Regions from separate parts of the Macaca mulatta genome. Here region 1 is linked to region 2. Evidence: chromatin contacts called from public Hi-C data. All regions are on one chromosome and are shown on one strand. Each heading gives the region's core, a stretch centred on a gene start, on an enhancer-like site or on the middle of the called end of the contact. The rest is flanking DNA. Distances are from core to core; before and after follow the strand shown.

The links. Hi-C and Micro-C count contacts between places; a contact is called where the count stands out from the background.
Region 1: a Hi-C map of cortical neurons shows a contact between it and region 2, with 5 times the contacts expected there. The contact joins the promoter of C19H19orf12 here to the promoter of POP4 in region 2. A contact is called at or near these places in 9 of 14 Hi-C or Micro-C datasets (CD4 T cells, blood, cortical neurons and 5 more).

What each region holds. Positions count from the first base shown.
Region 1 is chr19:40,987,591-40,994,160 of T2T-MMU8v2.0, reverse strand. It overlaps C19H19orf12 (chromosome 19 C19orf12 homolog), which reads left to right and starts at 2,655. Exons shown (of 3, transcript XM_077978046.1): 1 at 2,655-2,779. LOC144337085 reads right to left here. Exons shown (of 4, transcript XM_077979908.1): 3 at 1,264-3,669. The coding sequence ends at 2,889.
Region 2 is chr19:40,877,210-40,883,697 of T2T-MMU8v2.0, reverse strand. It overlaps POP4 (POP4 homolog, ribonuclease P/MRP subunit), which reads right to left and starts at 2,632. Exons shown (of 6, transcript XM_077978031.1): 1 at 2,590-2,632.

The DNA of each region.
Region 1 (6,570 bases), core at 1,406-3,905, 110 kb before region 2:
ATGGCCAGCTAATTTTTTAATTTTTAATAGAGATGGGGTTTTGCCATGTTGGCCTGGCTGGTCTCAAAGTCCTGACCTCAGGTGATCTGCTGGCCTTGGCCTCCCAAATTGCTAGGAGAACCTTTCAGCAGTCGTGAAGTCATGAGGGCTTTGCCCTCATGCATGGATTAATGCTGTGATCACAGAAGTGGGCTCTTGATAAAGGGATTAGGGCAGCCCTCTTCCCTCTCTCATGCTCCCTCTTTATGTGATACCTTCTGCCATCTTATCATGTAACAAGAAGGCCCACACCAGATGTGTCCGCTGGATCTTGGAACTTCCAGCCTCCAGAACTATGAGCCAAATAAATATATTCTCTTTAAAAATTACTCAGTCAGTGGCATTCTGTTATAGCAGCAGAAAACAGATTAAGACAGCTGGTATTAAGGTTTGAATTGTATAAAGATGTGTTGAAGTCCTAACCCCATCACTGGGAACGTGACCTTATTTGGAAATAGGGTCTTTGCAGATGTAATCAAGTTAAAATGAAGTTATTAGGGAGGGCTCTTAATCCAATATGACTATTAGAAGAGAGAAGTTTGGGCTGGGTGCAGTAGCTCACGCCTATAATCCCAACACTTTGGGAGGCTAAGGTGGGCGGATCACCTGAGGTCAGGAGTTCGAGACCAGCCTTACCAACATGGTGAAACCCTGTCTCTACTGAAAACATAAAAATTAGCTAGGCATGGTGGTGCACACCTGTAATCCCAGCTATTCGGGTGACTAAGGCATGAGAATCACTTGAACCCGGGAGGTGGGGGTTGCAGTGAGCTGAGATTACACCACTATACTCCAGCCTAGGCAACAGAGGAGACTCCTGTCTCAGAATAACAACCAAAAGAAACAACAAAAGAAGCTACAGGGTTTTTGGGTGTGGCCCACATGGTGGATCATCCAGCCCTGGTCTAGGTAGGTGGCTTTAACCTGAAGGAGCCATGGAATTTTTAGGAGCTGGTGTACTCAGCCTTGGGAGAAAGTGAGGGCATAGAACGCTGGCCTCAGGGGCCCCGTCTGAGTTTTGACTCTGGCTGGCTGTGTGAACACCACCTAGCACCCTAGGGCATCACTGGGCCCATCGGCAAGACAGTGTTTTGTCAAGGTGGGGATAGAACTGGATTTCCCACTACCTTGGGCCCACGAGGCTCATATTTGGGACTTTGGAGAAGCCGCTCATTTTCACATTCTGTAATGTAAACAAGAATAATCTAGATTCATACATATTACCTCCTTTTATGTTCAGAACAATCCTATAGGATAAGCACTACTCTTGTTGCCATTTCCCAGATGAGGAAACTGAGGCACGGAGACGTGGAAGAACTTTCCCTCGGTCACTGTAAGCAGCCTAAAGCATCGCTGTGTGCTGGGCCAGTGTCATTTCTGCGCCATCATGGTCACCCCACTGCACGCCTTGCTTACTGTGCAGGAGGCCCCAGCTGCCTTTAGGAGCATGAGGCACCGTGTGCTCCATCTCTGGGGTTCAGAGTGTGCGGTCATGTTATGCCTGTATTCGTATCAGAATGAGGCCCAGGAGGCTGATGGGTTGCAGACTTGCATGCAATGGCGCGATCTCGGCGCACTGCAACCTCCATCTCCCGGGTCCAAGCGATTCTCCTGCCTCAACCTCCCGAGTAGCTGGGACTACAGGCGTGCACCACCATGTCTGGCTCATTTTTCCATGTTTAGTGCAGATGGGGTTTCACCATGTTGCCCAGGCTGGTCTCAAAGTCCTGGCCTCAGGTGATCTGCCCGCCTCGGCCTCCCAAAGTGCTGTGATTACAGGTGTGAGCCACCGCGCTCGGCTGCATGAACTTCTTACATGCGTGCCTTCTCTGGAGGGCCTGGACTTTGAAGCTTCTTTCACTCCCAGCATCTTTCGCTGCTCGGGCCCTCTCCCCACTATCTCTGGGGGAGGAGTCTGCAGGCCAGTTCTGCAATGTGCCGCCAGAGGGAGCTGCCTGCAGAGAAACGGGAGCGCCGCACTCAGGTCCCAGGAAGGCAGCAGGCTGAGTTCCCCTGGCCTCAGTTCACTTTCCTTCTTGAAGGTCACCCAAACTCAAGCAAAAGCTCTGATTCAGGAATAAATGGCGTTGTTTTACCCCAGCCAAGGCCTGGGGAAGCTTGCTATTAACAGCCTTTGTTCCATTCTTTTAAGAATGGAAAAGGGTCCGTCCTCTGGGTGCCCACAGCACCCTGGAAAGCAGGCAGAGTGCTGGTCACAGACAGAGGCTTTGAGCTACCGAGACCCCGGCTGGAGTCTGGGCCCTGAAATTTTCTAACCAGGGTGGCCTTGGGCAGAGCAGCCTGTGTTTAGAGCTTCCCGTCTGTAATACAGCAATGACAACCATGCCTGCTTTGCAGGGTTCCTGTTAGGATTAATTCTCTATAGAGAGCCCCCCAGAAGCCGCTTTTGGATTTGAGATGTTTCAAGACCAGACCTTGCATGACAAGAGTGGGGACAGCTTTCCATAGGTCTCAATACAGTAGTATTCCTGGGCAGTTCTGCAACCCCAGCCTCATGCCCTTTGCACCTTCCTAAGAGGCTGCCTAGCCTCAGCTTTGGCCCCCATCCAAGAATCCTAGGAGCAAAGGCAGTTCTTTTCCTTTTTTCTTTTTTTAAGAGACGGTCTCACTCTGTCTCCCAGACTGGAGTGCAGGGGTGCAATCATGGTTCACTGCAGCCTCGAACTCCCGGGCTCAAGCAATCCTCCTGCTTCAGCTTCCCAAAATGCTGAGATCACAGGTATGAGTCACCCACCCGGCCTAACTTTTATTATTATTTGTAGAGATGGGATGTCACTGTGTTGCCCACGCTCGGACTGCTGGGCTCAAGCAATCCTCCCTCCTCAGCCTCACTGGCAGCTGGAATTACGGTCCCGCCTAGCCTGCTTCTCCTTGTGCAACCCCCAGACCCAGAGGCTCCAGAGCAGCTCTGGAACAGCGGAAATCTGGCTTCGGCCCACACATTCACCAAATATTGACACAGCACCCTTGACCTCCAGATGCCCCTGAGCTCTCTTCCGCGCCCAGACTGCGGGGAGGAAGGGGTCCTCCAGGCCAAAGGGAGGGAGGTCTCCGGGAGGTCCCCGCGGTCCTGGAGGCAGGTGCGCGGGGCCCGGATCTGATCGTGCGTGCGCAAGGGAGAAGGGCAGGGCTGGGCCTGCGGGAGCGCGGCCTTGCAGTCCCCGGGACTCCTCTCCGGGCGCCTCGTCTCGGTGCTTCACCCGTAACCCAAGCCAGGGCCCCGGTGTCAGCGGCGGGGTGGGCCGGGACCGGGGAGGGGGTGCCCAGCCGCGACCCCTGGGTCCCCCTAAGGCCGTGCGCAACTCGTAGCCAGAAGCCGGCCCGGCGCGTGGCTTCCCGGAAGGCCCGGCGCAGCCGGAAGGCGGGAGGCAGGGCGGGGCCAGCGCCGGGGCCGCCACCAAGGCCTGCGCGACCCTCCGCGGGGCCGGGGCCGGGGCCGGGGAGCCGGGCGGGGAGCCGGGGGCCAACCAGGCCCGGTCCGCAGCCGCCTCTGATCGCCGAGCGCGCCCCGCAGGCCTCGGCTCCCCCAGGTAAAGGTGCGCCCGGAGCCGGGGCGGGGCGCCTTCCAGGCCGCGCCCCGCGAGGGGAGGGGGCACCCCAAGAACAGGCCTGGAGGCCCGGGAGCGTCTAGGGGTCGCGGGGGGGGTCCCCGCCCTGCCAGGAGCCCGGCCCTCCCAGTGCCGGGATGGACACTGTTATTGTAGTCATTGTCCCTATGGAGAAACTGAGGCATGGAGAGGCTGAAGTGACACAAGTAAGCAGCAGAGCTGGGACTAGAGTCCCAGGCCCTGGCTTGGTGTCACCCAGTAGTGGCGTAGGCGTGGGTGTGGTGGGTGGGGGTGGGGTGCGAGTGGTGGACGTGGTGGGAGTGGGTGAGGTTGGGTGGGGTGGTGGGTGGAGTGGGGGATGTGGGTTTGGCGGGGGTGGGGTGGAGGATGTGATGGGTGGGGGGCGGAGAAGGCGGGGGTGGGGTGCAGAATGTGATGGGTAGCCGTGGGGTAGAGAGGTGGTGGCTGGTGGGGCAGGGGCGGGGCTGGGGGTGGGGTACTAGGTATTATAAATATGAAGTGGATCCTGACAGGACACCTGTGGGGCAGCAGAGCTGGCTGAGCCATATGGGAAGAAGATCTGGGCGCTAGTTTAGATTTGGTCAGGAAGGGCCATTAATGATTTAGGAGGTGAGATTAGTTTTGGGGGTGACAGGTAGTTTGTTGAGTTTGTCTGTTTGTGACAGTCTTGCTCTGTTGTCCAGGCTGGAGTGCAATGGCGCGATCTCGGTTCACGGCAACCTCCACCTCCCGGGTTTAAACGATTCTCCTGCCTCAGCCTCTCGAGTAACTGGGATTACAGACACCCGCCCCCACACCCGGCTAATTTCTTTTTTTTTTTGAGACAGAGTCTCGCTCTGTTACCCAGGCTGGAGTGCAGTGGCGCCATCTCAGCTCACTGCAACTTCCACCTCCCTCGTTCAAGCAATTCCCCTGCCTCTGAGCCTCCTGAGTAGCTGGGATTACAGGCGACACCACCATGCCTGGCTATTTTTTTTTTTTTTTTTTTAGTAGAGACGGGGTTTCACCATCTTGGCCGGGCTAGTCTCAAACTCCTGACCTTGTGATCCACCTGCCTCGGCCTTCTACAGTGCTGGGATTACAGACGTGAGCCACCGCGCCTGACCAATTTTTGTATTTTTTAGTAGAGTTGGGGTTTCACCATCTTGAAATAGCACCTGTAGTTCCAGCTACTCAGGAGGCCCAGGCTGAAGAATTGCTTGAGGCCAGTTCCCGACCAGCCTAGGCAACATAGGGAGACTGCGTTTCTAGGGAGAAAAAAAAATGCAGGAAGGAAGGGGGGAGGGAAAGATGGAAAGAAAGAGAACGAAAGAGAGAGAAAGAGAAAGGAAAAGAAGGAAAGAAAAGAAAAGGAAAGAAAGAAAGGAAAGGAAAGAGAGAGAGAAAGAGAAAGAAAGAAATAGGGATACTTGGAGAAGCTTTGAAGTGACCTGTTTATGGATCAAGTAGGTAGGTAAGGTGCATGCTGCCAGGAGGGGCTGGGGTAGAGAGGGCAGGGCCCTGCTGTATGGGGGTGGGCAGCGGATGGCCCCTGCTCAGCCCTGGCCTCCATTGCTACACAGAATGGCAGGTCCAATGTGATCTGGTCTTCTGGTTTTTCAGGAGAAATCAGGAATCAGAGGTGCACGCAAAATCTCCTGATTTTAAAATATTGGCAACTAATTTGTTTTTAAAAAACAACTATGAGCTAATCTAAAAATGTTTGCTAGTGGGATCCACCTACTGCCTTTGCGCTGGGGTATGGAGAGGTGGGAGGTCAATGTTGACAAGAGCCAGACCTAATTTTTTGTTAAAGAACAGGGTACTTGGAGTAGAGAGAGTCTTCCTCTCCCTCATCTCTTACAATCTGGTCCAAACTCAGAAAGCTAGGCTGCTGTCGGTGGGATGGGCTTGTCTCCATCTTTCTGTACCTCTCAGAGCAGCCTGGGCACCTGCAAGAAAGCGGGGCTTCAAGTTGTCATTTGCCTTCCCTGTGGCTGGCAGATGGGCTTCCTGTGATCAGGGCCTGGTATGTGGGCAAATCTGAGTGTGAAATAGGTGTGATACAGTGGAGAGGGGGGAGCCACACTCCCACCCCCTGAGGTCTGTCCCCATCCTCCCTCCTCACCCACTTCCCTGTCATTTACAGACAAAGACAGTCTTGCGGTGGGAGAAGGAGCAGGGTGGGCTTCCCTCTCAATCTGGCGAGCCTGGAGAATTCAGGAAGCTGAGCTTTTTAGCAAGGGCTCAGGAGGTGGAGTTACTAACCTTTCTTCCTCAACAAGAGCCTGTTAATGCTCTAACTTCTGAAATGATGATTGCAAATAAATTAAACCTTGGATGGAGTCAGCCACAACGTCTCTACCCATGGTGCAGAGCTATTACAACGCAGTGACTTCCTCCACCTGCCCTCACACACGCAGTGATAGCTGCTGGCCCTCCCATTCTGCAGAGCCCTGGGCTTGTGTCTCAGTGAAACCTGCCTCATTGTCTGAGATGTCACGGAAGTTCTTGGTCTCACGGCCAAGGAAATCAAGGACGCAGACACTCCAGAGGGTAGGTTAGAGGAGAAGTTTAATAAACGAAATAAAGAAAGCTCTCTGGATCAGAGAGGGGTCCCAGAAAGATGGGCTGCCATTTTACAGTGAAATGCAAGGGTTTTTATAGACAAGCTGGTGGGAGGGGTGCTTCATTTACATAAGGTGTGAATTTCTGAGTCCTCCACCCCACCCTTTCTAGTGCACATGCCGGCTTCTTAGCCTGAGTTACTACTACTCCATGTTGCTTATTTCTTTACTGTGCATGTATGAAAAAAGGTTGGGGGGCGGGGGGGTAGAACACTCCAAGATGGACATGCCTGGTCCAGGGTAGCTCTTCTTATCCGTGCCATGCAAGCCTCTGTGTCTGAGTATTTCTTTGTTTTTTTGAGACGGAGTCTTGCTCTGCTGCCAGGCTGGAGTGC
Region 2 (6,488 bases), core at 1,383-3,882:
AGCCTGGTGTCCCCAACATAGTGGAAATGATAAAAGGTTAAGAAAAGCCTCATTTTACCAAACGTGACTTTGGCACAACAGAAAAGGAGGCCGGCAAGTGGGAACAGGTCATCAGAACTACAGACTTTGATCCAGCCTTAGATGTCTGCCAGAAAAATGAGGAGTACAATGTGGGTATCGACATCTCAACCAGTGACAGGGGCTCAGAAGCTACTGAGCCATCTTTGCCATCACCTGTGTTGCTCCTGGACCTCCTGCCAAGAACTGACCTGGACATCAGAGTCTTTCGCCTCTTTCTGAGACAATGCATGATAGATCACACCTAGAGGATTAAAAACAAGAAATGATCAATTCTTGTTGGGTATGGCTGTAAGACCCAAGACTTCTCTAACTATGAAAATAATTACACCGCTGGATGCATGGCTCACACCTGTAGTCCTAGCACTTTGGGAGGCCAAGGCGGGTGGATCACCCAAGGTCAGGAGTTCGAGACCAGCTTGGCCAACGTGGTGAAACCCCGTCTCTACTAAAAATACAAAAATTAGCCGGAGGTGGTGGCTCACACCTGTATTCCCAGCTACATGGGAGACTGAGGCAAAAGAATCGCTGGAACCTGGGAGGTGGAGGCTGCAATGAGCCGAGATCGTGCCATTGCACTCTAGCCTGGGTGACAGAGACTCTGTCTCCAAAAAAAAAAAGTAAAAGAACTACACTTATAACATATGCTTATTCATATTCAGAGATAGGAGATCAGGTTGGTAAGAAGAGCAAGCTTTCTTGGATGCCTCTTATCCCACCCTCTGGCCACATCTATGCTAGAAGTTTCAAGCTCATGGTTTAAAAAGAGTGCTTCTCAAAATTTAACGTGTGGAAAAATCTCTGGGATCTTATTAAAATGCAGATTATTGGTCTCCTACCCTAGATCCTGAGTGTCTAACATATTCCCAGATGCTACTGCAGGTCAGGGGATCACATTTTGAGTTGCACTGGTTTAAAGTATCCCAAGTTAGAAGCCCGAGCCCTTGCTAACGAGGTAACTCATTTAAAAGTTATATGATATAGCTGTCTAGGATGTAGATGGTTAGAAATAGGTTTTGTTAACTGTAAGATGTTTAAAAAGATTCTTCACATTTTAATATGAAATTATAATGTATCATATAATCAAGGGTGTCCTGAACTGATGAAATACAACAGTTCTTCCTTTAAACTCAAAATATACATCAGTCAATAAAGTTTCAACCTCTAAAACAAATTCCACACTTCTGTTTCTTAATTTATTGAAAGAAGAAAACCATGGCACTGGAGACACAGTACAGGTGTGAATGGAGTAAGAATGGGACTACTAAGGCCTGGTTTATGAGCTAAATAGCTAGAAAATGTAATTTACACTATACTCTGTAAATTTAATTCCAGCTCTCTTGTACTTCCCTGAGAATGTCTGATGCAAGGTGGTTACAAGTTTTTTTTCGTTCTTGTTTGTTTTGATATTGGGTCTTTCTCTGTTGCCCAGGCTGGAGTGCAGTGGCACAATCATAGCTCACTGCAACTTCGACCTCCTGGTTTCAAGTGATCCTCCCACCTCAGTCTCCTGAGTAGCTGGGACCACAGGTGTGTGCCACCACACCTGGCTTTTTTTTTTTTTTCTTTCCAGGTTTTGTAGAGATGGGGTCTCACTATGTTGCTGCCCAAGCTGGTCTTCAACTCTTGACCTCAAGTGATCTCCCTGCCTCAGCCTCCCAAAGGACTATAGTCGTGTCCCACCACACCCAGCCAGGTATGTTTGATCAAGCAAACCAATGTGGCTGCAAGTTTTATATACAGCATCTAGTTCTCCCTCAAGCGGAAGTTGGGGATTATAAACTGTAGAGAGCAACTTGAGGGGCCTGATAACTTTGCTTCACCTGTTACAGGTGCTTAGTAACAGACTTGGAAGTCTTTCTGCAACAATACACATCTAACAATTACTGAACACTCATTACTCGCCAGAAACCTCATTAAAAGGTAGACATATTTTTTCCCATCACACTTGTGCCCATGAGCAAATTGAAGCTCCGACATGCTGAGACAATCTACTTGATCATATAGGTACAAAGTGGCAGAGGTGAAAAATCAAAATTCTGATCGAAGGCCCAGTCTTAACGGTGACTACACGTCCCTCCTTGGCACATGTCTTCTACCCCTAAGTCCCAAAGCTCTGGGTTAGTGATATCATTCCCCAGCAGCTCTCGGCGCGTTGCATCAGATAAGAGTGTGAAACCAGCTCGCAGAAAGGAGCAGGGTCTTGACTGCGGTCACCCCGGGAGGTAGTGGCCAAGTTGGGCCAAGGCCTGGAACCCTCCTCTAGCATCGCACACCACTGAGCAGCCCCCGGGAGAACCTGACTCCAGCCCTGACATCCCTCCCTAGCTCAGAGGTCGAGCCAGGCTAACCCGTGTTCCAGCCCTCAGTTTTTATGTAGGGTGGGCCCATTCCTGTAGCGGTTCTTTAGAACTCCGCAGCGACAGGCAGCCCGGACCCATTTCACCCACCAGCACCAGGACCCCGACCCTTAACATCCCCAACCCTCTCTAACTTCCCGGCCCCGCTTACTCTTCATTCTCGGACCGCTTCCGGCGCGCTCTGATGACGCACTGGCAGTTGCTGTCGCAGACTCTCGGATATCAGAGATGGCGCTGTGCGTGACATCACCGACACTCGCCCACCTCGGGGGCGCATGCGCTTGGATAGGGATTGGGCGACTGAGAGCGTCTTAGCGGGTGTCGGGGAGCAGTGGGGAGGCGTGAGTCGCTTCTTGGGGCCTTTTCCGCTTGCATCTTTTTGCGGGACAGTCAGTAGGGTTGGGGTAAAGGCATGTGGAATGCTTTTGAAGGTCCAGAGCGGAGTGAGGCGAGGCGACTTGGAGAGGACTGGAAGGTTGGGGACTTGGGAGGGCGGAAATGGGACTGGGACGGTGGGATGACGTCTTTGTCGTCCCTAATCAGCGCTCTTACGGATGAGCCGCGGCAGCTTCCGCTGTGGGCACGGGCACCGAAGCTGGGACAGCAGGCTTAGGTTCTAGTGCCGTGTCTGCTGCTGACTAGCTGTTTAACCTCGCTTAGGGCACTTCCCATCTCTTAAGCCTCACTTGCAGTCTGTGCTGTGAATGGGGTCGGCCGCACAGGTGATGATGCGCCTCCTGGGTCCCTTTGATGGTTTCAAGACGCTTTCTTGAGACTCAGAATATTAGTTTTTATCAATAAAAAAATCATAGCAATAAGATCAAAGGTGGCTCACACCGTGGGAGGCGCAGGCGGGAGGAGCTCTTGAACCCAGGAGTTCGAGACCAGCCTGGGCAACATCGGGAGTCCCCCATCTCTACAAAACATTTAAAAAAAGGTTATCCAGGCGTGGTGGCTCGTGCCTGTAGTCCCAACTACTCGGGTATCTGAGATGGGAGGATCACTTGAGCCCAAGAAGTTCAGGGCTACAGTGAGCCTGGATCATGCCACTCCAGCCTGGGCAACAGAGTGAGACCCTGTCTCCAATAAATAAATAAATAAATAAATAAATAAATAAATAAATAAATAAATAAAAAAGATACCCCATTGCTCAGTGGAAAGGTGCAGGAGGGCCTGGTGCAGACTTCTCAGGAGTGACCCAGTGCTGGGCAGAACCGTGGTACCCCAATTTCTGCTGAGCACTGGGCCTGTGCTGGGTGGGAGAGAAAAGCAAAATGGTCCCTGTGTGGTTCTCAACTTTGAGTACAGTATACATTTCTTTACAGGGGATTCTGGGAGTATGTCCAAGGGTTTGAGTTTGAGAAACATTGGCTTACAGTTTCTTTGGTGGTTACCTTGTACCATTTTGATTTTAAACATGAGACTGCAGGCACTGAAATTCGTTCATCCCAGTGACCCCCAGCGCATTGACTTTATATATATAAAATTTACATATTAGTTTTTGAATATGTAATACACTTATGCATTTATTTTATATGTATAAAATTGAGAAATACAACATTTAAACCAAAACATGCTGCCTTTGCAGATGTCTGAAAATTGTAATTTGTGGGACCGATAACGTGAACTACCAAATGAGAACTTTTATTATTTTAAAAATTAACAAGTAAGAATTGTATGTATTTATGGTATGCAGTATGTTTTGAAATGTGTATACATTGTGTAGTGGCTAAATGAGCTAAGAGCAATGCTAATACACATTTTGTGATGATAACACTTCAAACCTACTCTCAGTGAAATTCAGGTTATTAACTGTAATTCACTGTTATTAACTGTAGTCACCATGTTTTACAATAGAGCCCTTCACAGATGTGAACTTTAAAATCGAATGAGACAGCAGAAGGTGTTAGCCAATTTCAGAGCTGTATATTCAAGGGGGGGCTTTTTGGGCAAGACCTCTGTGATTATGGATGAATGAGAAGACCTCTGTCTTTGAAAGTTTTTTTCTGGGGTTATTAGGACTCTTAACTTCCAGTTGATTCCTTCTGAGATCCCTGGGTAACTGCCAGTCTCCCCTAGAATTCCCTGATGATGGTGAGGTGGGTTGTCCTTGAGTGGCAATTACTCCATAGTTCCTTCATCACTAAATTTTTTTTTTTGAGACCGAGTCTTGCTCTCATCCAGGCTGGAGTGCAATGGCATGATCTCGGCTCACTGCAACCTCCGCCTCCTGGGTTGAAGTGATTCTCGTGCCTCAGCCTCCTGAGTAGCTGGGATTACAGGCACATGCCACCATGCCAAGCTAATTTTTGTATTTTAAGTAGAGACGAGGTTTTACCATGTTGGTCAGGTTGGTCTCGAACTCCTGACCTCATGATCTACCTGCCTTGGCCTCCCAAAGTGCTGGGATTACAGGGGTGAGCCACCGCGCCCGGCTTAAATATTTTTTAAAAAGCAAACAAACCACTTGATTATTCTCAGAAAATAATTGTTTATGTATGTAGAGAGATACTTGTGAGGATGTTTGTGATTGCTGGTTATACCAGCAAAAATTTAAAAACAATGCTATATTTGATCATAGTGGATCAAGCAAATTAACCGTGTGCTAGTAACTAATTAGGTAATTAGGTATGCTAATTGATGCATTATTAAATGCATTAATTTACCTGATTAGTTAGTACACATTTAATTTGCTTGATCCACGGATCAAATACAGGCTCACAATCACAGGATAAACTTTCATTTCAAATTTCTTGGTATCATACCTGGAGATTCGTTTTTAGCAGGTGGGTCTCAATAATCTTTTTATAAGGTGGGTCCCAATAATCTGTTTTTTTATTATAAAGTGTTCCTAGGTGTGGTACATTTGTTACAGTAGATAGGTAGTCAGGTATGAGCAGGGCAGAAGGCTCCCTGCTACACACACCAGGAATGGTGGGCCACCGTCAGGTGATGGTCAGGTGGTTGTTAACTGTTTCTCTAAAGTAATTGGCCACAGCTGGCTCTAGGGAAAAGGCAGGCTCCTAACAGATAGAAAACACCTGAAACTGATCAGCAGCTTCCCTGTAAGATCTCAGGAGTGGGGAGAAGTAATGCAAGATCCTGGAAGTAGATCCTGGAAGCAGGCCAACGTACAAAACCCCAAGTCAAGAGGTCAGGCTATGTAATCCCAGCACTTTGGGAGGCTGAGGTGGGTGGATCATGAGGTCAGGAAATCGAGACCATCCTGGCTAACACGGTGAAACCCTGTCTCTACTAAAAATACAAAAAAAAAAAAATACAAAATACAAAAAAATTAGTTGGGCATGGTGGCAGGCGCCTGTAGTCGCAGCTACACAGGAGGCTGAGGCAGGAGAATGGTGAGTGAGCCGAGATCGCACCACTGCACTCCAGACTGGGAAAAAGAGCGAGACTCCATCTCAAAAAAAAAAAAAAAAAAAAAAAAAAAAGAAACCAAGGCTGCGCTCTTGGTTTCTCAAGTTACCTGCTTGTTTGTCCTTCCAAGTTGTATAATAATTTCCTTCTTTTCTTTCCTTACTGTTCTAAAGCTTTTTTTTTTCTTTTTTTTTGAGATGGAGTCTCGCTCTGTCTGCCTGGCTGGAGTGCAGTGGCACGGTCTTGGCTCACTGCAACCTCCGCCTCCCGGTTCAAGCGATTCTCCTGCCTCAGCCTCCCAAGTAGCTGGGATTACAGACACACGCCACCATACCCACCTAATTTTTGTATTTTTAGTAGAGATGGGGTTTCACCGTGTTGGTCAGGCTGGTCTCGAATTCCTGACCTCGTGATGCGCCCCCCCTGGCCTCCCAAAGTGTTGAGATTATAGGCGTGAACCTCCCTGCCCGGCTTAAAGCTTTTTAATAAACGTCCACTCCTGCTCTGAAACTTGCCTTGGTCTCTTTTTCTGCTTTATGCCCCTCAGTCGAATTCTTTCCTTTGACAAGGCAAAAATTGAAGTTGCTGCAAACGTGTACGGATTTGTCTCCAGTTACTTGGGGTAACTCGGTTCTCTGCCACTGATAACGCATTTCTATAACATGATGGAATACC